Linked DNA regions of Mus musculus: all the other regions are linked to region 5. The links are chromatin contacts, called in public HiChIP or PLAC-seq and promoter capture Hi-C maps. All regions are on one chromosome and are shown on one strand. Each heading gives the region's core, a stretch centred on a gene start, on an enhancer-like site or on the middle of the called end of the contact. The rest is flanking DNA. Distances are from core to core; before and after follow the strand shown.

Region 1 (3,150 bases), core at 577-3,076, 1.3 Mb after region 5:
CGTTCATGGGAGCTGAAGTGTACTGTGTAGAGGGGTATGTGGCAAGAAAACAATGATTGGGTAAAACCAAAGCATGGGACTAGGGACCACAGGTCCTAAGGAGCGTATGTATGTGAGGCTGATGTGAGAAGGGCAGTCCTTTGAGATCTAGGAGGGGAGGGTTGTACCCCGAGGCCCCCGTCAGAGAAGCCAGCATGTCTTTCTCACAATACCCTTTCCATGCCTCCTTAGACTATGGAAGCAAGTGATTTCACTGCCACCGTAGCTTGTTTCATGAGACTGTCATGGGCTGCAGCTGCAGGACGGCTTGACCTTGTCGGAAGTAGCCAGCCAATTAAAGAAAGCAATTCTCTGTTTCCTGCTGGGATCAGAAGTAGACTCAGCAGCTCAGGTACTGATTTAAAGTGGGACTGTGCTTTTAAGTAAACGCAGAGCAGTATGTTCCCCTTTAGTGTGTGTGTGTGTATGTGTGTGTGTGCCTGTATACATATGCATACATGTGTGTGTGTATTTATAACAATAATAATTAAAGAGGACGAGGCCATAAATTTGAGGGGGGAGGGTTTATGGGAGGTAGAAGTGACATAAATACAATGTCCATGTAGAAAAATCTCCATAGCAAAAAGGACAATAATAGAACATTGGGCAAGAATTAGCTGTAAGAATAATCCATGTGCAGATTTGTCAGATTATAAAAAGAAACTTTTCCTCTTGGGTTTTTTTTGTTTGTTTGTTTGTTTGTTTTTTTTGTTTTTTTTTGAGAGACAGGGTTTCTCTGTGTAGCCCTGGCTGTCCTGGAACACTCTGTAGACCAGGCTGGTCTCAAACTCAGAAATCTGCCTGCCTCTGCCTCCCGAGTGCTGGGATTAAAGGCGTGCGCCACCACACCCATTTCCTCTTGTTTTTGAACATGATTAAAAAATGCATGAGTCTTGGCACCTTACTTAAGAAAAAGGGCATTTATTAGCACATGGAATAAGTGCAGATGTCAAGTCCTGCCATCTTAGCTTTGCTGAGTGTAAAGGTGTTACAACTATAATTTCTGGCTGAAACATGAATTTCCCAGAAGTCTAGCAGGGTAAACAGCTCTTCTTGGTTTGGCACAGCTCCATGCCCCAACTACAGAGAGTTGCTTGGGGGGGGGGGGCGCCATGCATAGCATATGTGTGAGCTAAAGACCAATATAAGATTAGTGTTCTTCAGATATTTTTGTTCTCTCTCTGGTTTGGGGTGAGAGCAGCTGTTTTGAGATAGGGTCTCTCGAGGACATAGAAATCACCCATCAGGCTGGGCTGACTGAGCAAGCCCTAGGAATGTGCCTGTCTCCACCTCTAGCCCTGTTAACTTATTTTCTGTTGGGCCTTTTCATGTAGCTTTATTACTTGGCTTTATTAGTTCTTCCTGCTCTATATGTTTATAAATACATCGATAGTAAAAGGTTTTTCAAGTTTAGCTTGGTTTGGGTTTTTTGGGATAGGGTCTCGCTATCGCCTTGGCTGTCCAGGTGCTTGCTCTATAGACTAGGGTGACCTCAAACTGTCTACCCTGCTTCCCCAGTGCTGGGATTGAAGGTGTGTGCCACTACACCCAGTGTAATAATATTTTTTAATTATGACAGAATATACAGAAATATTAAGTAAGTTATATTTTAGTATTCTTGTGTCCATGTAGTCTGTTGAGATCATCTTATAAGACACAAGGCATTCTCCCACCTGAAAGGAGCTTTGTCATGTGAAAACATTTTGAGTCCCTGCAAATGTGTTTAAGACAAAGCAGCTGGTGTGTATCAAATAGGGAGATGACATCTCCTGTTCCCTGGCAACGCTTTGTTGCAGTATTTACTGTTGCACAAGGACTGTGGGTCTTACATTACAATACTGCATGCTCCTAGGAGCCATAGTAAACTGTGTTCCCTGCTTTCAGGAAGCAATTGCAGCTCTAGCAGTGAAGGAGAGCCAGCAGCCCTGCATGCTGGGATCTGCGTCCGGCAGCAGTCTGTGTCCACCAAAGATGCCCTGATTGCTGGAGAGGCTTTGTCTCTTCTTGTTACGTGCCTGCAGCTTCGGAGTCAGCAACTGGGTAGGAGGCGGCTTATTAGTAATTCATTTCTTTCAGAGAAAGCCAGGTTTCAGTTAAGAGCTGGCATTGCTTTATAAAAAGCTCCTTTTGATGAGAGAAGGGATAGAGAGAGTGAGGATGGAGAACAGGAGAAAACAGTGCTAGAGTGCTTAATTCTGAAGGAATGTTTGAGTGTTTGCTGAGCCTTTTGTGTACATACACATCCATGTCCACACATACAATTCTACATCAGGTGTTACAGGGTGCCATGTCTGCTCTATTGGAGATAATTGTAACTAAGGAATTGAATCGCCCTGGTTACTAGTTTATAGTAAGTAAATCCTGCCAGAGTTATATATTGCTAGGTCTGGCTCTGTAATCTTTGCTAATGACTTCTAGTGGGTGGAGATGCTGGGCCTTAGTTCCTCAATATCTTTGCTCTGTCTTCTCTTGTTCTTGGTGATTCCATCCATTTTCACAGCCTTAAATCCACGTGACACTGTTACCCTCCATGTTAGTGTGAGTCTTCAGTCTGGACACCCTCCTCATCACCCTACTTGAGCTATCTCAAACCTAACGTGATCTTGCCCATAACACTCAGAAGTTCTACCAATTTCTGAGCAGAGCAGTTCCAGCTTCCTGCATGCTCTGCCTAAGAACCTTGAGTAACTATGACGTTTTACTGTCTCTGCTTCTGTTATGTGAGCGTGGCCTCCTTCAGAGTCTAGACTCCACCTGTTTGTACCCCTTTCATGCGTGCACACTGCCTCCACCTCTTAATTGGATTGAACCAATCACTGCTGACCTAATTTCTCTCCCTTCTCCTGTGCTTCCAGTTTATTCCTCAGGCATGCTCCTTCTTCAGAACTCCCAGGCTTCTCTGCTTATCCACAGTAAAACCCAACTCTTTACTAAGTCCCCAAACCCAACACAATGCAATAGAGCAGTGATTCTGTTTCTCCCTCCTTCCTGGCCTCTTTGCTATTTCCTCAGTACATAGATAGATTACTGCCCCAGGTCCTTTACACTGGCTGTCCCTCTTTCCTCAAGTCTCTGCACACAGAACACCCTGGTTAGACTTTCCCTGACCAT
Region 2 (3,479 bases), core at 817-3,316, 1.2 Mb after region 5:
TCCAATAGATAAACGAACACATATTATACTGAAATACCAGAACAGCAAAATAGTTAATGTCCATTTACTAAAACTAGCCATTCAGATTGGCCAGTTTTCGTCAAGAACTTTTCTGTGTATGCTGGCCCTGAGGTCGGTACTGAGAACAGCTGATACAAGGATGAGGAAGTTGGACATAGTCCTCTCTTGGTACTTTTGTCATTGCTGTGATGGAGACCTGCCAAAGGCAGCTTAAAGGAGGAAGGATTTATTTTGTCTCAAGTTTGGAGACTATGGTCTGTCATGTATGGGAGGCATGGCAACAGGGATGGGGGGGGTACCGGGGAGAGGGACCCCACAGCTCTTTATCTGAACAAATCAGGAAGCAGAGAAAGGACAGAGTTGCTTTCCTCCTGGTTTTGTTTTCAGCGGCAGACCCCAGCCAGGGGTGTTGTTACCCATATCCAGGCCAGGTTCTCTTTTTAGTTTAGCCTCTAGCATCACAAACACAAAGCTAAGCTTCCCTTGTGCCCTAGACATTTCTTTTTTTTTTTTTTTTTTTTTAACACATTTATTTATTTATTTATTTATTTATTACATGTAAGTACACTGTAGCTGTCTTCAGACGCACCAGAAGAGGGCATCAGATCTCATTACGGGTGGTTGTGAGCCACCAGAAGAGGGCATCAGATCTCATTACGGGTGGTTGTGAGCCACCATGTGGTTGCTGGGATTTGAACTTCGGACCTTTGGAAGAGCAGTCGGGTGCTCTTACCCACTGAGCCATCTCACCAGCCCGACATTTCTTAATCCAATTAAGTTGACCATAGAATTAACCATCACACTTCTTTATTATAGCCTTGAGCCTAGTAGATTTTTTTATGTTCAAAATGTAATAAACTATATTTGATTTTTAGAAGCTGGAGACTTTAAGATTCTGAGTTAAGTATGAAGAAATATAGATTTATCAAAAGAATTTGGATAGTGCCTTAGAATTTTTTGTGATATAATTTATCTACAGTGGTATCCATTGCCAGGACTCAAAAAATTTTAAGGGAAAAATTTTTATTGCCATGTACAGAATTTTTATTTACTTATTTGTTGAATGTTTAATATCCATGGGTTGGTATTTTCTCAACTACTGTCTCTTAAGAATAGTGCCATTTATTTATTTTTTTCCTAAAAGCATAAATCTAAAAAAAAAAAAACAAAGCAGTTTATTTTTTACATACACAGGGCTTACTCTGTAGCCCTGACAGACCTGTATAGACCCTGGTGATTTTGAACTCAGAGATCTACCTGCACCTGTCTCCCAGAGCGCAGGGCCATGGCCTGTTTGGTTTTTGTTTGTTTGTTTGTTTGGTTGGTTGGTTTTGTTTTGTTCTGTTTTTCTTAAAGATGGGTTCTCATATTGTGGCCATCCACCTACCTACCTTCCCAGGTGCTGGACTAGAGGTGTAAGCCACCTGCATAGGAACTAATCTTCTATCTCAAAAGTCCTTGATAACACAGCAGAGTCCTTTAGATCTGGATGGGTGTTGGGGCTGTTTGGAAGTCTTGCTGGAGAGGCCTAGCAGCCCTGTGAAGGAAAGCCTTTGCAGAGGCCACTTACAGTTGGGCTCTGGCTTACTATTCCTATTTTGACTTTTGTGGTATGTTTTATGTTGAAATGCTAACCAAAGTAATAAATTGACAGTGTTATTTTCATTTGTGTGATTTACTTCTCACGGTTCATGCCTCATTTTGAAATGTTCTGTTGAATTATAGTAGCAACAGATCATCGCTGCTTCAGTCTTACACACAGGAACAACTGTTGTTTGTTTTTGACAGAATGTGATGTATTGGGTGAGTAGCTAGCACTCAATTCCTACTGAAATGATGCTGGCCAAGTATATTCCTTTGTACCATCAATCAATAGTTTACAATGTGTGTGCGCAGAGAGGCCCACACGCATCGGTAGTGGATGGCAAGCAAGTCCTCTTTGCTTCTCATCACTCTGAGCTTTATTTGGTTAACATCTAGAACAGGTCTGTAGTAAAGGAATTCCAAGCATTCACTAAGGGTTGAAGGTCAGAAATGATGCAACCTTGCTTCTCCTTCCCCCAGTGCATAGTGACAACAATCTGGAGAGAAGTATCAAGGCTACATAGCCAGATATCCTTACAAAGCAGAAACCGTCTCCACAGCCGACTGGTTTCTGCTGTTCTTTTCCTTGTTCCAGCAAATAAAGTTTCATGTTATAACTTTAGGGATTAAAATAGAAGATTTGTCTCAGGGTTGGAAGGGACCATATAGATCTTGGTATGTCAAATCTTGTCACTTAGAGGATAGTGACTTTTGGCTCATTATCAAAATCAAAAAAAAATTGTCCTCTTGCATTTTTGGGTGGACAATGTTTACTGTTTTTTGTTTGTTTGTTTGTTTGGTTGGTTTGTTTTGTTTTTGTTTTTTTGGTTTTTCGAGGCAGGGTTTCTCTGTATAGTCCTGGCTGTCCTGGAACTCACTTTGTAGACCAGGCTGGCCTCGAACTCAGAAATCCACCTGCCTCTGCCTCCCAAATGTTGGGATTAAAGGCGTGTGCCACCACCGCCCAGCATGTCTACTTTTAAAAATGTTCATTCTCTCTCTTTCTCTCAGGCAGGGCCTTGCTCTGTGGCTCAGGCTGGCCTCAGGTGTACAATAATCTTCCTGCCCAAGCCTCCCAAGTACTGGGATTAAAGCCTGCACCATTACACTCAACTTTATTTGAGAGACGGTTTCTGTAGGCCAGGCTGGCCTTCAGTTTGCAGCAATCCTCCTGCTGTAGCCTCTTGAGAACTACAGCCGACTGCACAGCCATGTATTTCTTTGTAACATGAGGAAGTATTTGACTGTAGGCCATCTTAAATATACCCTTCCTCACAAAGTTTCTGTCTTTAGTCAACATGATTCCCTTTGTTAAATATTGTTTGGGTTAGAAGGTCAAAGTTACTATGGAGCTACCTCCTTCCTTTGCTTTCTTCTTTCTGTCTGTAATTCCTTGTAAGTTAGTGAAGGCTGCTGGGCTTCAGGAGGAGAAGGATGCCAAGCAGTTGCTGTCACTTCCCCAGGTGCTGTGTCAGCCTATCACGTTAGCACTCCTGAGCCCTGCCTGAGTGTATGCAGTCAGTATGGGTACTGAGTACTTGGAAATAAGCTGTACAATCCTGGGCCAGTTGGTAGCCTGGTTTACAAACTGTTTCAGATTTGTTTCCTTCATTTTTTTGGGGAGTGGGGGGATGGATTTCTGGATTTTTGGATTTTCGAAATAGGGTTTCTCTGTATAGCCTAGGTTGTCCTGGAACTCATTTTTAGACCAGGCTGGCCTCAAACGCAGAAATCCACCTGTCTCTGCCTCCTGAGTGCTGGGATTAAAGGCATGCACCACCATGCCTGGCGTTTCCTTCACTTTTTTTTTTTTTAAAAGATTGATTTATTATTATATCTAAGTACACTGTAGTTGTCTTCAGACACACCAGAAG
Region 3 (3,465 bases), core at 58-2,557, 1.5 Mb after region 5:
TTCCAGTCTGGACTCCTCCCTTTGGAAGCTGAGGGTAAACAACCTCTCACTTTGAACTTTGATTTCTATTGGATATTTGAACTCCCACATACATTCTTCACTTATCCTTTGGTCAACAACGGTGTGCCTTACAATGCCCTAGTCATTATGCCACAAATTGGAAATTCAAAAGTGCTGTAATAACAAGGTGTTGTTTGCCCTAAAGCTCCATCTGTAGGAGGGAGAGACACATAAAGGGACAATTATATAAAAATGGAAAGAACTGTGAGCCTCTGAAAGAAGTACATAAACTTGGCTTTAGAAGTGGCACCTCGCGAATCTCTAGGCTGTGTAGTGCTTTACCTCGGTGATACAATGGGGAAAGAGCCTTCTAGGGACAGATTCACCGAAGGTGGAAGGTGGCGCTATAAAGGATGGCAGAATGGAGTGCCCGAGTCCGTGTCCGGACAAAGGTGGAAGGGGGGGGGGGGGGGGAAGGAAAGACACGTGAAGCAGACAAGGCCCTGGGAGGTTTGAAAAATCTTCAGAGCTTCCTCCTGTTCAGGGAAAGTGCAAATACCACCGGACTCAAGCTTCTGGCGAGGTCAGAGGTTGTTCCGCAGCCTGGCCTGGTTGCTCCGCAAGGCCGGGGCCATGTGCTGGGTTCTTACTCTTAATCTAGGGCTGCCATGCCGCCTTGAAGCTCTTTCTTCCTGTCTCCAAGCCTCCATCCACTTTGGGTTCAGCATGGAAGAATGCCATCAACGCCTCTGTGCTTTTTAAAATTACTCGACAGGTGGAATTCACCATCGCGTATTTTAAAATGGGGGTCCCAGCTACCCACGGCCCAGAACTGCTAAGGGGGGTAGTTCAAATGCATTTATGGTAAACGCCCTGAAAATTGAAAGGATTCCCCCTCCTGGCCATGTGCCTACAGAGTGTCATGACCTGCCCCGGTCAAGGCCAGAGGCTCTCCTGCCAGGGTTGCAGGGTGGTTGTCTGGAGCGCCTCCCACCCTGGGGAGGTAACCCAATGCACAACTGCTTGACGTGTGTCCACGGGAGGCACCACCCAAGGAGGAGATCAAGGGTGGTCCCGCTGCCTCCAGAGCGAGAGCCCTAAACCCCGCCAAGCCCGCCGCTTGCCGACCCTACCAGCGCCCCCAGCCCAGGTCAGCCCCTCCTCGCACGCCGACTAGAAGAGGGTGGAGCATCCCGGTTCCCGCAGCCAATGAACGCAGCGGCTCCCTGGTCCGATCCCCGGCGCGGCTCACCATTGGTCGCCGCCTGGGTCTCGGCCCACCGAACCTTGGCGACCCAAGCCAATCGCGAGGCGGCGGGCCCGACTTACAGGCTCCCGGGGCGGTGGCGGCAGGCGCTGAGCCGGCGGAGCGCGGAGCGGGCGAAGGAGACGGGCGGCGCGAGCCCGCACCCTTCCGCGCGGTGCGCCGCGACACCATGGAGCCCGCCGTGTCGCTGGCCGTGTGCGCGCTGCTCTTTCTGCTCTGGGTGCGAGTGAAGGGGTTGGAGTTCGTTCTCATCCACCAGCGCTGGGTGTTCGTGTGCCTCTTCTTGCTGCCGCTCTCGCTCATCTTCGATATCTACTACTACGTGCGCGCCTGGGTGGTGTTCAAGCTGAGCAGTGCGCCGCGCCTGCACGAGCAGCGCGTGCGGGACATCCAGAAACAGGTGAGCGGCGCGGGGCGCGGCTGTGCGCCGGGGTAGCGGTTCTCTGGGCGACGGGGGCGTGTGGGGCCGGAGGAATGGGCGTGGGAGTGGGGATCGCAAAGGACCTGGCGTGTGATGGGGGAAGGGACTGTCCAAGGATGAAACGGAAGCAGCAAAAGCACCGGGGCAACAAACAGAACCCTAACCCTAGGTTTATAAAGTGTCTGCTAGGTGCAGGGCATGCGCAGTGCCTAGAAAACGAGGGACCCTAAACCCTCGGGAAGTGCGCAACAGTCAGGTAACTCAGGCCCCCCACATTCCAAAGGAGGAATGGCCTCTGGAAGGTGGTTCTGGGAAATGGGGAGGGGGGAGATCCAAGTGGAGAGATTGGCTGAGCAGAAGTAGGAAGCTGAGGAGCACAGTCATGAGAGGAAAAAGGTTAGAAAGTCAGTTTGGAGAGGAGCCTTATGCAGGAAAGAGGTGAAAGTTTGTTTTGCGGTCCGAGGTGCTTCGGATCCTTTTACAATGGAGGTTTAAAGAGAGATTAAAAGGCAGGATCAGCCCCCAATTCCGTGTAATGTGCAGCAGATTCTGCATCCAGATGTAGTCGTCCCAGTAAGTAGATGAGGAGTTCATATAGGCCAGCCGGCACCAAGGCTAAGACTTCTCTTCACAGTGAAGCGTCTTCCCCCTCATCCAGGGTTAGCATGGGCTCCCTTTGCCCTCCTTATATTCCTCTCTAACTTGCATCAGGCTTCAGAGAGCGTCTGCTTCCTGCCGCTGCCCGCATGGCAACCACCCTCTTGTTCTATTTACTTCTTGCTGTATGCTGCAGACTGAGCACCACAGGCTTAGCCTGCAGGTGCCAGGCAGAGTGACCTCCAGACCAGAAGACCTTACCCAGGGAGAGGAGATGCAGAGGGTGCATCGATCAGAATCACTTTGCACCTCCACCCCCACCTGCACCATTTTCCTTGGGTCTGTCTGCAGGTTCTATTTGCCATTTATTTACCTGCTGGATGTCCTGTGAGCACCAGAAGACAGGACTGTTACCTGACGGCTCCCCTTGGGGCAAGAGTGTATTAGTGAGAGGTTGTTAACCTAAACTAAATGGAAGGATGCGCAAGGAACAATGGGGCCCTACACGCCATACCTGTGCCACTCGTGTGTGCAGTTTACAGTCCACGGCCTCCTGGTGTCTAGTACCAGTTTTACTAAAATGAGGTTCAAAGTGTGAGTCATGTGCCCAAGACAGCACAACCGATAAATAAGGCAGGCAGTCAACATTGGCTTCGGTAAGAGCCTGAACTCTCAACCCCCTCAGCCTTGTGTCTCCATCCCATCTCTGATTTTGTTGCCTCATGCCTAGTTTCTTACCATAGCTTCCCAAATAGTTACCTACTTTCTGGACCCTTTCTGTCTCTCTTGAGGATTTGACAAAGAACTTTTTAACCCCCAAATCCCATCAATGTCCCAAGCTTGATAGTTTCTGCCTGTGTGATCCAGCAGCAACCGCTAATCCACTCCCTCACACTCTGTTTACATAAAGTCTCCCACTGCAGGGTCAGGCAGAGCTGGGTGGTCTTGGAATTCACCCTTTGTCTTCCCACCGGGGACTCATAGTCCTGCATTTCTGCCAGACTGAATCAGAGGAAAGCCCCTCCCCATCCTGAGCCCTCTGACAGACAGCTCCAGGGCAGCCCACTGACCCTTGACCAGACTCTTGCAAAACTTAGTTGAAGCTGGTTTGAGTAAAAAGGACACTAGCTTGTGTCCTGAACAGCATCTACCTGCTGGATGCCCTGTGAGTTCTAGAAGA
Region 4 (3,537 bases), core at 343-2,842, 1.4 Mb after region 5:
ATGCTGTCTTTTCAACAAACACCCCCTCCCTGGGTGGGGATATAGTGGCTCTGGCCTCACGGCCCTCTTCTCTCAGTGACCTCTGCTCAGGACATTGAGCGCACAGAGGAGAGTTGACTGTAAACTGCTTTATAAATGGCTCCAAACCAGTTCTGACTGCCTAAGCTCCAGATATAAGTGACATGACAGCCCAGGGCTGGCTACAGAGGCGGCAGGACTGGGAGAGGCTAGGACCTGGCCCCAATTCTTAGAACTCCTTCTGGGTACTCACACCTCCCAAGTAGGGAGGGGTGGAGGAGGCTGAAAGGACAGGGCTGTTAATATCAAGGTTCACTGGGACTTTGAATGTCCGTCCCCCTTTCCCACACCATCCTCCCGACCCACATTGTGCAGCTGAGGAAGCTGAGGTTCAGAAAAAAAGTGGCTCAGTCTCCCAGGCTCTCAGAGGCAGACCACAAGTTAGACCCCTGTTGCTCTCCCTATATCCCTGAGTGTCTCTAACTAGCTGTGTGACATTGTGATGTTCACTCCACCTCTCTGAGCATTAAAGTTCTACAGCACCTGAAATGTTCACTCCTCAGGGCTGTGTAAAGATCAAGAATAATCACAGCAGCAGACGTTGTTTAACTAAACACAACACTACAGTTGCAAATATGCCCTTCCCCGTCCTCCACACATCATACCTGGGTTACCACAGGGCTATTCGGAGCTGAGACGGGTAGTGTGTGTGTGTGTGTGTGTGTGTGTGTGTGTGTGTGTGTGTGTGTGGCGTTTTACAGATGAAAGTACTGAGTCTCAGGAAGATCCAGCACAGCAGAGCTCTCAGCAGCTGGAGACATGAAACAGAGAACCCAGGGCTCACCACTGCATTTTAAAGCAAGCTCCAACCCTGTAGCATAGGGTCTGTAGGAGAGAAGGGGACTCCAGGAAACACAGAGCGCTTGGGACGTGGTTGGGGTGAGCTGTGGATTCTGGCTCTGATCAAACAGGGCCAGTGCATAGATCCCATTGTGTCCCTGTGGTGGCTCCAGGTCCAGACATACGGCTTCTTATCAGCCACAATGAGAGATGAATGGATAAGCAAAAGGATGTTCCCCAGAGCAGAGAGAATATAGGGAGTCCAAATGGAAAGAACACAGCAGCTGGAGGCCAGGGGTTGATGCCGGGGACCATGAGAGCCACCTGTCCTTCTGCCCCCTTCCCAGCCCCCCTACCTTAGGATAGCATTGGCACATGCTCCAGATGACACCCCCGATCACCATGACGCTGCCCATGGCATAGAAGGTGCCGTAGACCTGGGGTCGATCGTGGCTCATAAGGAATGTACCCAGGGATAGCAGGAAGAGGCCCAGCACGATGAAGCCGATTCGGAAGGTCTTCTCATCAGCCATGGTGGCTAACCAGCCCTGGTAGCTAGCTGATCAGCACACCAGCAGGGGACTGCCCGCAATCCTCCTCAAACGCTGAGCAGGCTCTCAAGGAAGGATGCTCCAGGAGATGGCTGAGAACCAAGGTGATGATGCACAGAGCAAGGAGCAAACTCCACAGGCCCAGCTCTCAGCCCTGAGCCCAGCAGGGCAGGTGACACGCTTCAGTGGGCCCAAGGTCCCAGCCATCTAACTTTCTTCCTGCCACTCTCCTCCCCTGTGGGCCCAGCTGTTTGGTGATTGTAGCTCTGAACATGGGACAGAGGTGGGGAGGGAGGCGGGGGAAGTCACAGGGGCTGGGCCAGTCATGGCTTTGACATCACCTCATTTGCTTACTGTGGAGAGGGAGGCCAGACAGGCTTTGCACCTCCCATCTCTGGGAGGCATGGGTGGGGCCACGGTGGCTTTCAGAAGCCACAGCCTGACAGCATAGACACCTAAAGACACCTTCTCAAGGACACCTGATCATCTAGGCTCAACAGAAATATCCGTACCTACTAAATGGTCACCATCCTAGATATGTCTCCATTCTGTTCAACTAAGGAGACAGGTGCCACATTCCCGTTTCACAAATGAGGACGCAGGCATAGACAGGTAGCCTGCCCAAAGTCACAGAGCAACTGGGACCAGAGCCGAGAGGCTGTGTGTCTCACTAGCGTGACCCTAGTCAACCACAACATAGGTGAACACAGGGCCAGGCTCGAGCAGCCAAGCCCAGGATGGTCTTGGATCTGTGTCTGCGGCTGTGTAGTGCAGGCTCAGCAGCTGGCTTACTGTGCTCCTCTATAAGGGAGTGAGGAGGGGGGGACAGTAGCCAGAACCAGAGCTCACTCTAGGCTCTCTCTCCCCTATCACCTTTGTATTTCACACACAGCCCAGCAGTGCGTGCGTGCGTGCGTGCGTGCGTGCGTGCGTGCGTGCGTGCGTGTGTCACAGGGGCTGAAGTGAACTGGTGCCCCTGCAGATTAACTGACCAACTGGCTGACTGACTGACAGACATCTACTTCACTTGTCCCTGGTCCCCAACCTGGAAAGCCATCTTTATCATAAGAATGACTGTCTAGAGAAGGGTTTCTAGTTCTGAGGTGGCTGATGGGGAAAGTCAGATTGGCTTCCATAGCTAACACTGCAGAGATCCTGAATCACCACAGGTACCCAGAGCAAGGCAGTGGGAGAGCTCACAGGTGAATGGCACGGCCGTCAGTGAGCTCCCTGAGTCCCTGCATTCAAAGCTTTTCTGAATGGGCCCTACATGTTCCTCCCTGCCCCATCTGCCACTCATGTACCTCTGCCAGCATGCCTGCTCACTGGGGTCCCTTCCCATCACTGTCTCCCACCTCTGTCCCCTCCACTTCAGTTTGTAGAGTGCCTCAGGAACTGGGAACAGCCACTCTGAGAAAACTGCCCAGATGCCATGTCTCTGGTCACCTCCAGCCTCACCCCTGGGATGAAGTTAGGTTATGGACTTAAACTTTGTCGCCTGTGGATTGTGAAGTGGACCTTAGGCCACCTCCCCTTTTGGTACAGTGACATAATGGAGGAAAAGTCATTTGAAGTTGTGACTGGCAAGGAACCTCTAAGGGAGCCATTACGATCTTCTTAAAGAGGCTTGGAGACCAGAGGATGCCATGGGAACAGAGTAATCTAGGAGAGTCCCATCCTAAACCAAGGAGTCCCAGAGCCACCTAGACATGCTCCGGAGAGTCAGTGCTGAACATACAGAGGGGATGGACCTCTGCCACATTCACAGAAGCTTCTTGTGCCCCCTGGTGGCCTTGTGTGTCTGGCACAGTGCTGTCACATCCTCTGGGTGCTGCCTCTGTGCACCCAGACCCACACCCACTTCCCAGATAAGGAAACTGAGCCTGGGCAGTGACAGATCAGTCAAGATCTTCCCAAATGCTTCAGAGCCCAAGCAGACCAATCTAGCTTTGGCCCTTATGGAGAGGGCTGGACATTCTCCTCTCTGCTAGTCTTTTCTCTCTTTGCCATAACCAAGTCTCTCTTTGCCCCTTTTCTCAAAGTCCCTTCTCCCAGAGCAATGGTAGCCACAATGAATAAGAGCATCTGAGATGAGTCATGCCAACTTAAATGAGCGGTCTCTGCTGGA
Region 5 (3,022 bases), core at 254-2,753:
TTCTCAATAGGAGGGGGCCATATACTTTTCACATGTATTCTGATTGTCTTTCCCTCATAGCGAGTAAGTCCCAGGAGAGCTCAGGTTTTGCTCTTTCCTAGAACTCCGTTGCCCAGAACAGTTCCCCGCATGTGGTGAGAGCATTCAGTGTTTTCTAGTTGTACAAACCGGTATTAGATACACCAAGAGGAGTTAATCCTCGCAGGAATGAGGAGTCTCTCCCTTCTATTCAAACCTTCACTGGAGGTTAAAATGTAGAAAATAAGCCTCAGCATAAAATCCCCAGACTGCTTACCCGATATTTATTCAACAACAACAAAAGGCTAATGTTTCACTTTTAATTCCCAACTTGCTACCAAGTATTTTTTTTAACAAGAGCTGTAGTTCTGTTAAAAGGACGGGTAATCAAACCCCATGTGACTCTTATTAACTAATAAGAAAGCAAAGCAAAGTTTAATACTTAACTAGTTTAGTGCAGTGTGACATTTCAAAAGCAACCAGTTTTTTTCCAAAACCCCCAAAGCAGTCCCTTCACCAACAAACATACCCCTTGCCTAAGCAAGTCTGACCTCTTGGGGACCCAAAGTCGATCACCAAGCAACATTTTCTCCCAGACCCTGACCACAGAATCCTTCCTTGAACCAATCAACCTACAGAGCTAGGGGTTCTCCTAAATTCTCTGTCCAACCCGCTGCATTCCAGCGTTTTCACACACCCAGCAGAGGGACTTGGCACCTCTCTGCTATGGGCATGCCCCTGGTCAACTCCACCATCAAAGGACTGGGACAGGGAAGAATCTGGGAAAGGCAGGGACCTCATCAGCAAGGCCAAAATTGGAGGACATCTTAGACCTCACCCTGAATCTGCCAATTCTCTGTGACCTTGGGCGTGTCTCTGAAGCCTTGGAGCTCGAGTTCTCTCACCTTTAAGGTGAGGACCGCACCCGGCCGGTGCCACGTTAAGGATTAAGTGTGACCACAGATGAGGCTCCACGCAGAGCACTTGGCACCAGTGGGAGACCCCCTCCCAATTCGCGGCGGGCGCCGTGACTCCCCCATCCTCCCCACGCTTCGGGGCCCTTCGGACTGGGCCAATCGCCCAATTCTGCAGACAAGCGAGCTGAGGCATAGAGAAAAGACAGGGCGCTCGGAGGCACCCCCCGCCAAGGCACACCCCATAACCGCTGGTCCCCCCGGACCCACGCCCGGGCTGCGGCTCCAGGTGCTTGTGCCCCGGGCTCGCCCGCGAGCGCTCCACCTGCCACCCGGCCTCGCTCGCGCCTGCCCGCCCGCCCGCGCCGCTGCACTCACTCTTCACTTTGCCGAAGGTGCCGACGCCCAGGGTGTCCCCCAGGACGTAGTGTCCGATCTTCACCCGCCCGTCGTGCTTCTGCTTCTCAGCCATGTTCGGCGCACGGGCTCCCCCTGCCGCGGGCTCTGAGCGCCGCCGCCGCTACCGCTGCCGCCGCCGCTACCGCCGCCACCGCCGCCGCCGCCGCCTACCCACAGTGCAGCGGGCCCGGGGGGCGGGACGGGGACGCCCGGGGCGCGGTGGGGAGAGCGCAGCCCGGCGCGTGTGGACGCAGGCTGGGGGAGCAGAGCCGAGGCGTCCCGAGAAAAGCCCAGGGCGGTGAAGATGGAAGGGATGAATCTGAGCGCGACCGAGATGGAAGGAGAATCTGAGGAGAAGTGGGGGTGACGGGGTGTAGACCGTGAGCCATGCCTCGGGACCAGAGGGCAAGGCGCTGGAGAGGGCGGCCCGCCCCTAGCCCCTGGCACGCTCCCCCTAGCCAAGGTTTGTTTGTCTGGGAACGTTCTAGTCCGTACCCTCTTCAGATGGCGTCCCATTGTTTTGTAGTTCCTGGTCGTGTTATTGTTAGGTCTCAACCCCCAGACAAACTGCCAACGGAGACGCCTAGCATTAACATAGCAAAGGTGACGTGACGCTGGTTCTCTCAGCATCCCTTAGTCCCCACCTGGTATAGGGTCCTCCTGCCTGGCATACCCTGACCCCTACCCTGAACTCTCCAGCCCGGGGACTGAGCTGCCCCTTCCCTCAGGTCCTCTGATCCCTAGATAATTCAGCCATTTTGGCTGTGCCAGTTTCTTAGCCCAGGCCACCCACCCCTCTTAGGCTTGGCTCCTCTCTTGCTCTCCCTCCCTCTCTCTCCTCACATGGCCCTGCTGAGTCTGACCATGTGTCTCTGCCTCTGCTTCTGCCTGTATGTTCATTTTATCTATAACAGGCCTTCCTCATTGTGTTAGTTAAAGCTTTTATTGTTGCGATAAAACACCATAACCAGAAAGCAAGTTGGGGAGGGCAGGGTTTATTTTTTACACCTCCACCGCACTGTTCATCATTGAAGGAAGTCAGGACAGGAACTCAATGCATGGAACCTGGAGGCAAGAGCTGATGCGGAGGCCATGGGGGGTTGGGGAGGGGTTGCTGCATACTGGTTGGCTCATCAGGGCTGGTCCAGCCTGTTTTCCTACAGACCCCAGGACCACCAGCGCAAGGATGGAACCACCCGCAATGGGCCCTTCCCCACCAATCACTAATTAAGCCTTACAGCTGGATTTTCTCAGTTGAGGTTCCCTCCTTTCAGATGACCTTGTGTCAAGTTGCCATATGACAAGCCAGCACATCCACCATACCCAGGAGCAGTTATGGTCTCCTTTTATTTCTTTTCTTCATTCAGTTATATAGACAATCGTGTTATAGAGATAAAAGACATTCTCTTCAGGACTCTCAATTCTAACTCATTTGAACAAAATTTCCCAATAAATCATAGACACAGCCCTAAGTATATTTCAGCACTTGCATACATGTGTGTAGATATGCATTATATACGGGACAAGGGAGAAATACTAAAAGAAATAGGAAATAATTTACATGTGCAGGTAAATGTAGAACATAGACAAAACACAGAAGGGATCAAAGAATTGTGGGAAACAAAATGATGTAAAAACACATTAAAGAAATGAGTGTATTGAGGATGGAAGTAAAAAATAATAATAATAAT
Region 6 (3,426 bases), core at 208-2,707, 1.2 Mb after region 5:
CAGCAGATTTTTAAAGATTCTCATAAACCTCAAAGACTAAGATATGCTCTTCGCGTGATCTCCCCCTCTGCTGAGTTCTTGTAACCTTCACCCACCCTCCCACAGGGAGGGCTTTCCAAATGTCCTACCAGACTATTACTTCCTCAAGGGTGGAAGCTATAGCTTTTTGAGTCAATAAACTACAGACAAAATTAAATAGGGTTTGGAGCCTCTAGACTCTTTTTTTTTTTTTTATTTAACTTACTGTGTAACCTGAGACTTGAAACTTACATCAGACTTTCACATCACTGGGAATCATTGTCCAAGTGATGGATGTGAATGGCTGGGGCTAGACTTGCTGGGCCATCACAAACCCTCCCCCGATTTTGGTGAGTGAGGCAGGCAAGAGCAAGCCTTTCCCTTCTGGCTGCTGCGTGGAGGAATGGATAGAAACTGTGTAGTGGTGCTCTCAGTCTCTAAGGAGGTTTGTCTGTAAAGGGGATGAATGGACTTCAGAAACGTGGAAGCAGAGAGAAGGAAAGGAACTGTTGCTTTCAATGTTTCTAAACTTCCCAGTTACACGAATAAAACATGGCCCCCCTCCCTCTTTCATGTATATGGGTGGTTTTACTTGAATGTGTGTTTGTGCAGCACTTATGTGCCTGGTGCCCGAGGAAGCCAGAAGAAACTGGAGTTACAGACAGTTGTGAGCCGCCTCATGAGTTCTGGGAATCAAACCTGGGTCCTCTAGAAGAGCAGTCAGTTCTCCTAACTACTTAGCTATCTTTCCAGTCCTTTTTCTTTAATTAAGTTTCTGTTCAACTTTGACCACAGGCAACCAGGGTCCCAAACTCATCTATTGAGTAGGGATAGTAATACCAAGACAGATCTCAGAGACCCAGCTCTCTGTAAGGGTATCTGGGAAGGATTTATGTGCTGGTAAGTACCACTGAGAATGTTGATGTCCTGCTAGGCCTTCATTATAACCACCCTTTGGTATTTTAAATTCACAAAGCTGTTCAGAGTCAGCCAGGGGCCTCTTGACTAGCAGCTGGTAGACCCCGCCCTTGACTCTTGCCTCAAGAAAACACAAGTGGAGAGCTATCAATCCAGCACCATTGCTTGGGCAAACTGGCTGGATTATCGTCACAACAGCCTGGCTTCTTCGAACGCTCTACAACAGTCCCTCTGAGCAAACTCCTCTTTGCAAAGAAAGTAGCCTGAAACCATCACAGTGAAGAAGCTGCAGCTTCAGCTTTGGGGCTCTGCTCTAGTCACAGCTGCCCTTTAGCCACGACAAGTCTCCGTGAACCCCAGAGGGCACACCCCACCAAACTGCAGCTGGTCACACTCAGGAAGAGCAACTCACTGACTTAGCAAAAAGGTCGTGGTTGGTGGAGCTTGAAGCTGTTGATGACAGAACTAGAAGCTGTTTACAAGGAAACTGTGTTCTTTTTTTGTCTTGATAAGCTGGCAGGTTTTTACTCTATCTGGGTGATTCTGGAGGGTTCCCCTCCTATGTACTGCCCACAAGTGCTACAACAGTTGGTCCCATTAAAAACTTCTTCCTGACTGTCTTTTATTGTTTCCCTGTGGTCTTTGTCATGGGTAGGAGCTAGTTGAGCTGGTTACTCGAAGAAAACCACAGGCTTCCCACCCTAGCTACCCAGCAGCAGCAGCTGGAAGCAGCTGGAAAGTGACTCCCAAGCCATAAACCTGCAGGGACTTGTCTTGGGCACGCTATGCTGGGGACATAAATAAAGACATTTGTGGTTTCCCACAGTGTCAGAATTTATTAAATAAAAACTAATTCATAGGCTGGAGAGATGGTTCAGAATATGCATTGCTCTTGCAGAGGAGCAAAGTTCAATTCTCAACAGGCATATTAGGTAGCTCACAACTACCTGTAACTCCAGATACAGAAAGGTCTGATGACTCTGGCCTCTGTTGAAGCCAATACCTACACACAGACACTTGTGAATACACACTGTTAAAAATAATAAAAATAAATCACTAAGAATCTTTCCAGATGATCTTATCTACTCTAACATGGCTAAGGCAAGTGTGGGTTCTTTTATTCCAATATGAATTACTAGTATTAACTCATATCACACAGCACTTGGAAAATGTCTCTGTCTGTCTGTCTGTCTATCTATCTATCTATCTATCTATCTATCTATCTATCTATCTATCTTTATGTGAGTTACAGAATGAGTATAAGTTAAAGAGGCAATAGCAGACTTCCAGAGGTTTCACAAGAGGGCGGACAGAAGTGTATTGATGACTTAACAGACCCAAGCCAGATGTAGGGAAGAAGAAAACTCAGGGTTGAGAAGGAAGATGTAGTCAGCTTCAGAAACGAAGGGGCAGATCTGGGTTCAGAGCAGAAAACACAAATTCAGTCAAGATGGACAAGTAGGAAGATGGACAGATAGCAGTCCAGTAGACCACATCATACAGGAGGGGATCGAGGAACACTGAAGCTCTGGGGAGAGTCAAGAGTTCTCTGTCAGTCCTTCACACACACACACACACACACACACACACACACACACACACACACACACACACACAGAGTGTTGGATGACAGGTCAGTGTGGCCAGGAATCACAATGCTAAGTATCTACTGCTTTGTGGGGTTCCATTGAGGAGTTATAGCCTTCACTCAGTCTGGCATGCCCAGTAAGTTCTTGGGCCTGATTGCCCTGATGTGACTCTTAACATGCTTGCGTGGCTCTAAAGTCTCCATTTACCCTGATACACAGACAGATGGTCCTGTTTGCCAGTCCACCAGGCATACAATCATCTTCCACCTTCAAGACAGAGGTGGGAAAAGGCTTGCGAAACGGAGTCTCCCATGGCAAAGCATTACCTGAAAGACCACCGTTTTACACAATAAGGAAGAACTCAGAGCAGGGTGCAGCCTGATGGTAACAGATTCCTGGGGTTTTAAGGTCTTGGCTCGTGCAGCAGTTAAGAATCGCCCAGCAGTCAAAGACCTCCGTAGAGTGGCTGGGGTGGATGATGGAGACTATTGAGGACTTCAGAAGAGTGAAAACGGTGAGAAGAAGCAAAGAGCTCAGACTACTAGAAAGCAATAGAATAAGAAGAACCAAGACCACTGCAGAAGGCAAAAAGCCAAGGAGGTCTCTGCATGCACCACTGCTGGAAACGGTCAACAGAACTCTTGAAAGTTGAAACCCGAGAGCCTTGTTACCACAGGATCTTCAGAGAGACTACATTAGTTGCCTGGTACTGGGCTGTTCACACACAAGGCCTAGAGCAACAGGCTTCTTACTTGAGTATCGAGAGCCATAAATCTCTGGCTTTAAAATCTCAAAGCCATTGACTAATTCTGAAGTTCTACAACTGTAAACCTCTGGCTTTGGGACCCAAAGCAATAAGCTTCTAACTGGGAATTTGGCGACAGAAGTCTGACTCTCGGGG
Region 7 (3,395 bases), core at 799-3,298, 1.9 Mb before region 5:
TATTTTAACCAGACTAGAAAAATAAAGTTATCCATACTTCAGTTTCTTTGTGCTGAACAGTCCCGTGATTTGGTTCCCAAAATATAGTAGAGGTAGTGGAAACGTCTGGAAAAGTGAAAAGGGCAAGGGATGTCAATAATAAAGACATTCACAGCAAAGAGAAACAGCTCTGTTTATATAGTCAAATTCTTTCCACTTGAAACATAAGATTAGCTCCCATAAACAGGACTGACCCCCATTAAACTTCCAAACATCATTAACTATCCTTGGAAGAAGAGGGGATGGAAATATGAACATAATCAACCATGTGAGACAGAAACATCAGTTGCTTGAAAATATGGTACTATACGAGTCTGAGACACAGAAACATTTCGGCATCACATGGAGTCTCACAGAATCATAGAAAAGAATATGAAAGAAAACACTCCCAACACCACCACCTCCAATAAATAAATAAATAGGGAATAAAGGAAGCAGAAGATCGTGGCTAGAGTGGGCAGATCTGTTCCCAGAAACTCCTTAATGAAGAGAAGGATTTTCTATCTTCATCTTCCAGAGACGTTGTCGTCTTGGGTGCCCTGTGGCCTGTTTTCTCTAGCTTTGCTATATGCACTCGGAGACTAGGGTGGGAGCTAGACTGCATTTTTAAATATTCAAGACGCTGATTTTTTTTTCCGCCCTTAAGCCACAGAATGGCTCCTTTTTATAAAATAAAGTATCCCTTCTTTCTCACGTTTGTTTACCTTTCGAGGTACATTTCTGTCGAAGTCAGGAAACTTGACTACTCTGAGTGTCTTTCCCACCCAGAGAACCGCTACCGTGGCCACCATCTGCAAACAGAGAACACACACAGATGCACTGTTCTGCATAGAAAGACACACACAGAACTTCTGACAACACAGACCACGGGATGCCCGAGATTCCAACTAACCTGGCCAAGTCCAACACATAGCGAGGATGGAAATCTACAAAAGGGGTAAAGAAAAGGGGGTTAAAAACGGCCAGAACGTCCTCAGAGCACAGGGAATTCAACTCCCACACTGTCAGCCTTAAAATGCGTTCTGATTCAACCCACAGCGATGCCTGCCCCTCCAATAAAAAACAAAAAATTAAAAAAAAAATCTTAGATTTTGTAGCCTAGGGCGACCACTTGTCTGGTCTTGTCCTGTTTTTTTTTACAATTCCCTTCAGCTTCCTGCAACGGATTTTTCCAGAAAGTTAAGCCGCGGAGACCTCGTCAACGGTTTTAAATCTTTTAAATGACTCTTGAGGGGAAACACAAGACACACACATACAAACTTCTGCCCCGGAGTCTCAGTGACAGCGGCGACGGCGCGTGGGCGTGCGGCCGCGCCGGTCCCGGGGCTGTCAGCCGCGCGGGTCGCTAGTCCCTGGGCACCGGCCTCGTTGTGCCTTCCCCCTTCACCCCCAGCCCTGGCCAGTGCGGCGGGGAGCGTGGCCGAGGGTATCCCCGGGTGGGCTCGAACCCCCGTCCCTGCCCGCCGCGCCGCAGCCGCCGCCCGCCAGCCCGGCCACCTGTAGTTGGTGAGCACGCTCTTGTTGACCACCACGATGAGGAAGGAGCTCACGCCGTAGAAACCGGCGGCCAGCAGCTTCAGGAACACCGTTAGCGTTTCGGCCGGCGCCATCCCCAGCTCCTCCTCATCTCTGTGTGTGGAGGATTTCGCGGGGGCTTCTCCTTTAACCGGAGCATGCTGACGTCTGTGGACTTCCGCCATGGCGGCGGTGGCGCCGGCGGCGGTGGCGGTGGCTGCCGCAACGGGCCTGCGAGCGAGCGGGGCGGCGGAGCGGCGCGGCGGCGGGGGTCTGGGCCTGGCGGTGCGGAGCGCGGTGCCGAGCGGGCTTGGCGGTGCGGGGCGCGGAGGAGCGCGGGCCTGGCGTGGCGGGACCCCGGCTGCGGGAGCGGGCCTGGCGGTGCGGGGCGCGGGCCCTGAGCTCCGGGGCTCCGCGATTGCGGGCCTAGCGTGGCGGCGGAGGCTCGGGAAGGACCCGGCGGCTCGCGGCAGGGCTTCGCGGGTTGTGCTGCCCACAGCTCCCCGCACTGCCGCCGCCCGTCCCCGCCCAGGGGTTGGGACACTGGGGTTCACACCCTCGGGGACTTTGCCCTGGCATGGTGCCTCGCGGGGTCAGGGAAGGGCCGGGGCTGGCTCGGCGGGGCTGGGGACCCGGCATGGGCTCCGGGAGCAGCCGGGACACTGCTGGGGGACCACTGAGCCGGGCTGGCGAGCACAGAGTTGCGCCTGCGCACGAAGGCGCGCTGGGTCCCCCTGCGGGGAGCATGGGGGTTTTGCGGGAGCTGGGCTGCAGGCCTAGAAGTACCTCCCTCCTTTCTAACGTGTGGCTGGCAGAGAAGTGATGCCCCTGTTGCATCCTCAGTTATCCCGAAAGCTCTTTTTTTGGCCTCACTTGCCGAGGGGTCAAAGGTCACACAAAGTATCAAACATGATTCAACAGTAAACAAAGATTTCATTCTGCAAAGTGAGACCTCTCATGCTTCTGAAATTCTTTTTGTTGTTTTTTGCTTGTTTGTTTTAGCTGGTATATCCAGAAAAGGCAAGGATGAGGAAAGTGTTGCAATAAGCCGCTCCTGGAATAGTAAAAAGTGCAAGGTGTTTGGAGCCTAAAGCTTTGTTCCGGTTTTAGGACTGTTTGAAACATTCCCTGTGCTCTTAGGCAGATTCGATGGTCTCTGCACCTTCATCTCACGACCTCTGTTGTGTAAAGCCAGTTCTGTTTTCTTGACACAGTGCAGTCACACAAGCAAAGAATACCTGTTGAAGCAAGGACGTTACATTCCTACTTTTAGAAAGTTTTGAATTATTCCCCCAAACTTCCCATCTTCTTAAGTGTCTTTTTTTTTTTTTTTAAACTGTGGTAAAAATATCAGTTTATTGTTTTAATCCTTGGATGTGCAACTCTCACCAGGCACCCTCCCCAAAACATTCACCGTGTCAGATGGAAACTCTTGTGGGAACGAAGCAATCATTTCCTGTTCTCTACTCCCCTCCTCAAAACCAAGTAACCTGTGTTGTGCTGTCAATCTCTGTGAATCTGACTATTCTGTATATCACACAGATGAGCAATCGCACAGTATTTACCCATCCGTGACTGGCTTAGGCCAGTTACACAATGTGTTCAAGGTACATGCACCCTGTACCGTGTCTCAGAACTGGAATTCCTGGCAGCCAGCATGGCATCCTTGACTGTTGGTAACCTCCTTTGCCCGCACCTCCAGATGCCTGGCTTTTCCCCTTTCCTGAGTTGTAGCTAAATCAACAACAAGGCTCACATCTCTCTTTCTTCACTTCCATTTCACAATGCCCCTCCCTCATCTCTTCTTGAATTATTACTTTTCCTTCTATATTGGGCAAAAC

The links. Promoter capture Hi-C pulls out the DNA fragments that hold promoters and counts their contacts. HiChIP or PLAC-seq counts read pairs in DNA pulled down with a chosen protein or histone mark.
Region 1: a promoter capture Hi-C map of hippocampal neurons shows a contact between it and region 5, with 7 times the contacts expected there. The contact joins the enhancer-like site here to the promoter of Prkaa2 in region 5. A contact is called at or near these places in 7 of 39 promoter capture datasets (the 3T3-L1 cell line, cranial neural crest, frontonasal cranial neural crest and 4 more), 1 of 15 datasets of contacts at CTCF or cohesin (the NIH/3T3 cell line), 3 of 115 datasets of contacts at active chromatin or transcription factors (embryonic forebrain, extraembryonic endoderm stem cells and stem cell-derived neural progenitor cells) and 2 of 9 other capture datasets (embryonic tail and embryonic trunk).
Region 2: a contact with region 5 is called in an H3K27ac HiChIP or PLAC-seq map of trophoblast stem cells, with 7 times the contacts expected there. The contact joins the enhancer-like site here to the promoter of Prkaa2 in region 5. A contact is called at or near these places in 13 of 39 promoter capture datasets (the 3T3-L1 cell line, 3T3-L1-derived adipocytes, the C10 cell line and 9 more), 2 of 115 datasets of contacts at active chromatin or transcription factors (embryonic forebrain and trophoblast stem cells) and 1 of 9 other capture datasets (embryonic tail).
Region 3: a contact with region 5 is called in a promoter capture Hi-C map of liver, with 2.8 times the contacts expected there. The contact joins the promoter of Dhcr24 here to the promoter of Prkaa2 in region 5. A contact is called at or near these places in 8 of 39 promoter capture datasets (the C10 cell line, frontonasal cranial neural crest, hippocampal neurons and 4 more) and 2 of 115 datasets of contacts at active chromatin or transcription factors (astrocytes and pancreatic cancer cells).
Region 4: a promoter capture Hi-C map of liver shows a contact between it and region 5, with 4 times the contacts expected there. The contact joins the promoter of Bsnd here to the promoter of Prkaa2 in region 5. A contact is called at or near these places in 10 of 39 promoter capture datasets (the 3T3-L1 cell line, the C10 cell line, cranial neural crest and 6 more) and 1 of 115 datasets of contacts at active chromatin or transcription factors (embryonic forebrain).
Region 6: a contact with region 5 is called in an H3K4me3 HiChIP or PLAC-seq map of embryonic forebrain, with 8 times the contacts expected there. The contact joins the enhancer-like site here to the promoter of Prkaa2 in region 5. A contact is called at or near these places in 11 of 39 promoter capture datasets (the 3T3-L1 cell line, the C10 cell line, cranial neural crest and 7 more), 2 of 115 datasets of contacts at active chromatin or transcription factors (embryonic forebrain and large pre-B cells) and 4 of 9 other capture datasets (adipose tissue, embryonic stem cells, embryonic tail and 1 more).
Region 7: a contact with region 5 is called in a promoter capture Hi-C map of hippocampal neurons, with 3 times the contacts expected there. The contact joins the promoter of Slc35d1 here to the promoter of Prkaa2 in region 5. A contact is called at or near these places in 1 of 39 promoter capture datasets (hippocampal neurons) and 1 of 115 datasets of contacts at active chromatin or transcription factors (embryonic stem cells).

What each region holds. Positions count from the first base shown.
Region 1 is chr4:106,388,270-106,391,419 of GRCm38.p6, forward strand. Usp24 (ubiquitin specific peptidase 24) reads left to right here. Exons shown (of 68, transcript NM_183225.2): 35 at 232-391; 36 at 1,924-2,079. Among named protein-coding and RNA genes, the nearest start is that of Gm40218, 65 kb to the left of the region's middle. Within about 2 kb of position 1,827, at least 21 of the 459 cell types and tissues checked have an H3K27ac peak or open chromatin away from gene starts, as enhancers often do. A contact at or near this core is called in hippocampal neurons, where this site is marked.
Region 2 is chr4:106,328,700-106,332,178 of GRCm38.p6, forward strand. All of the region lies in intron 1 of Usp24 (ubiquitin specific peptidase 24), which reads left to right. Among named protein-coding and RNA genes, the nearest start is that of Gm40218, 6.0 kb to the left of the region's middle. Within about 2 kb of position 2,067, at least 45 of the 459 cell types and tissues checked have an H3K27ac peak or open chromatin away from gene starts, as enhancers often do. A contact at or near this core is called in liver and trophoblast stem cells, where this site is marked.
Region 3 is chr4:106,559,731-106,563,195 of GRCm38.p6, forward strand. It overlaps Dhcr24 (24-dehydrocholesterol reductase), which reads left to right and starts at 1,308. Exons shown (of 9, transcript NM_053272.2): 1 at 1,308-1,667. The coding sequence starts at 1,437.
Region 4 is chr4:106,490,651-106,494,187 of GRCm38.p6, forward strand. Bsnd (barttin CLCNK type accessory beta subunit) reads right to left here and starts at 1,593. Exons shown (of 4, transcript NM_080458.2): 1 at 1,215-1,593. The coding sequence starts at 1,391.
Region 5 is chr4:105,108,395-105,111,416 of GRCm38.p6, forward strand. Prkaa2 (protein kinase, AMP-activated, alpha 2 catalytic subunit) reads right to left here and starts at 1,504. Exons shown (of 9, transcript NM_178143.2): 1 at 1,311-1,504. The coding sequence starts at 1,404. Gm36893 (a long non-coding RNA gene) reads left to right here and starts at 1,504. Exons shown (of 2, transcript XR_376484.4): 1 at 1,504-1,794.
Region 6 is chr4:106,295,509-106,298,934 of GRCm38.p6, forward strand. All of the region lies in intron 1 of Gm52671 (a long non-coding RNA gene), which reads right to left. Among named protein-coding and RNA genes, the nearest start is that of Gm52671, 4.3 kb to the right of the region's middle. Within about 2 kb of position 1,458, at least 29 of the 459 cell types and tissues checked have an H3K27ac peak or open chromatin away from gene starts, as enhancers often do. A contact at or near this core is called in adipose tissue, where this site is marked.
Region 7 is chr4:103,213,128-103,216,522 of GRCm38.p6, forward strand. Slc35d1 (solute carrier family 35 (UDP-glucuronic acid/UDP-N-acetylgalactosamine dual transporter), member D1) reads right to left here and starts at 2,049. Exons shown (of 12, transcript NM_001356276.1): 1 at 1,537-2,049; 2 at 932-965; 3 at 744-830; 4 at 38-105. The coding sequence starts at 1,739. Gm46864 (a long non-coding RNA gene) reads left to right here and starts at 1,816. Exons shown (of 3, transcript XR_001784379.1): 1 at 1,816-1,870.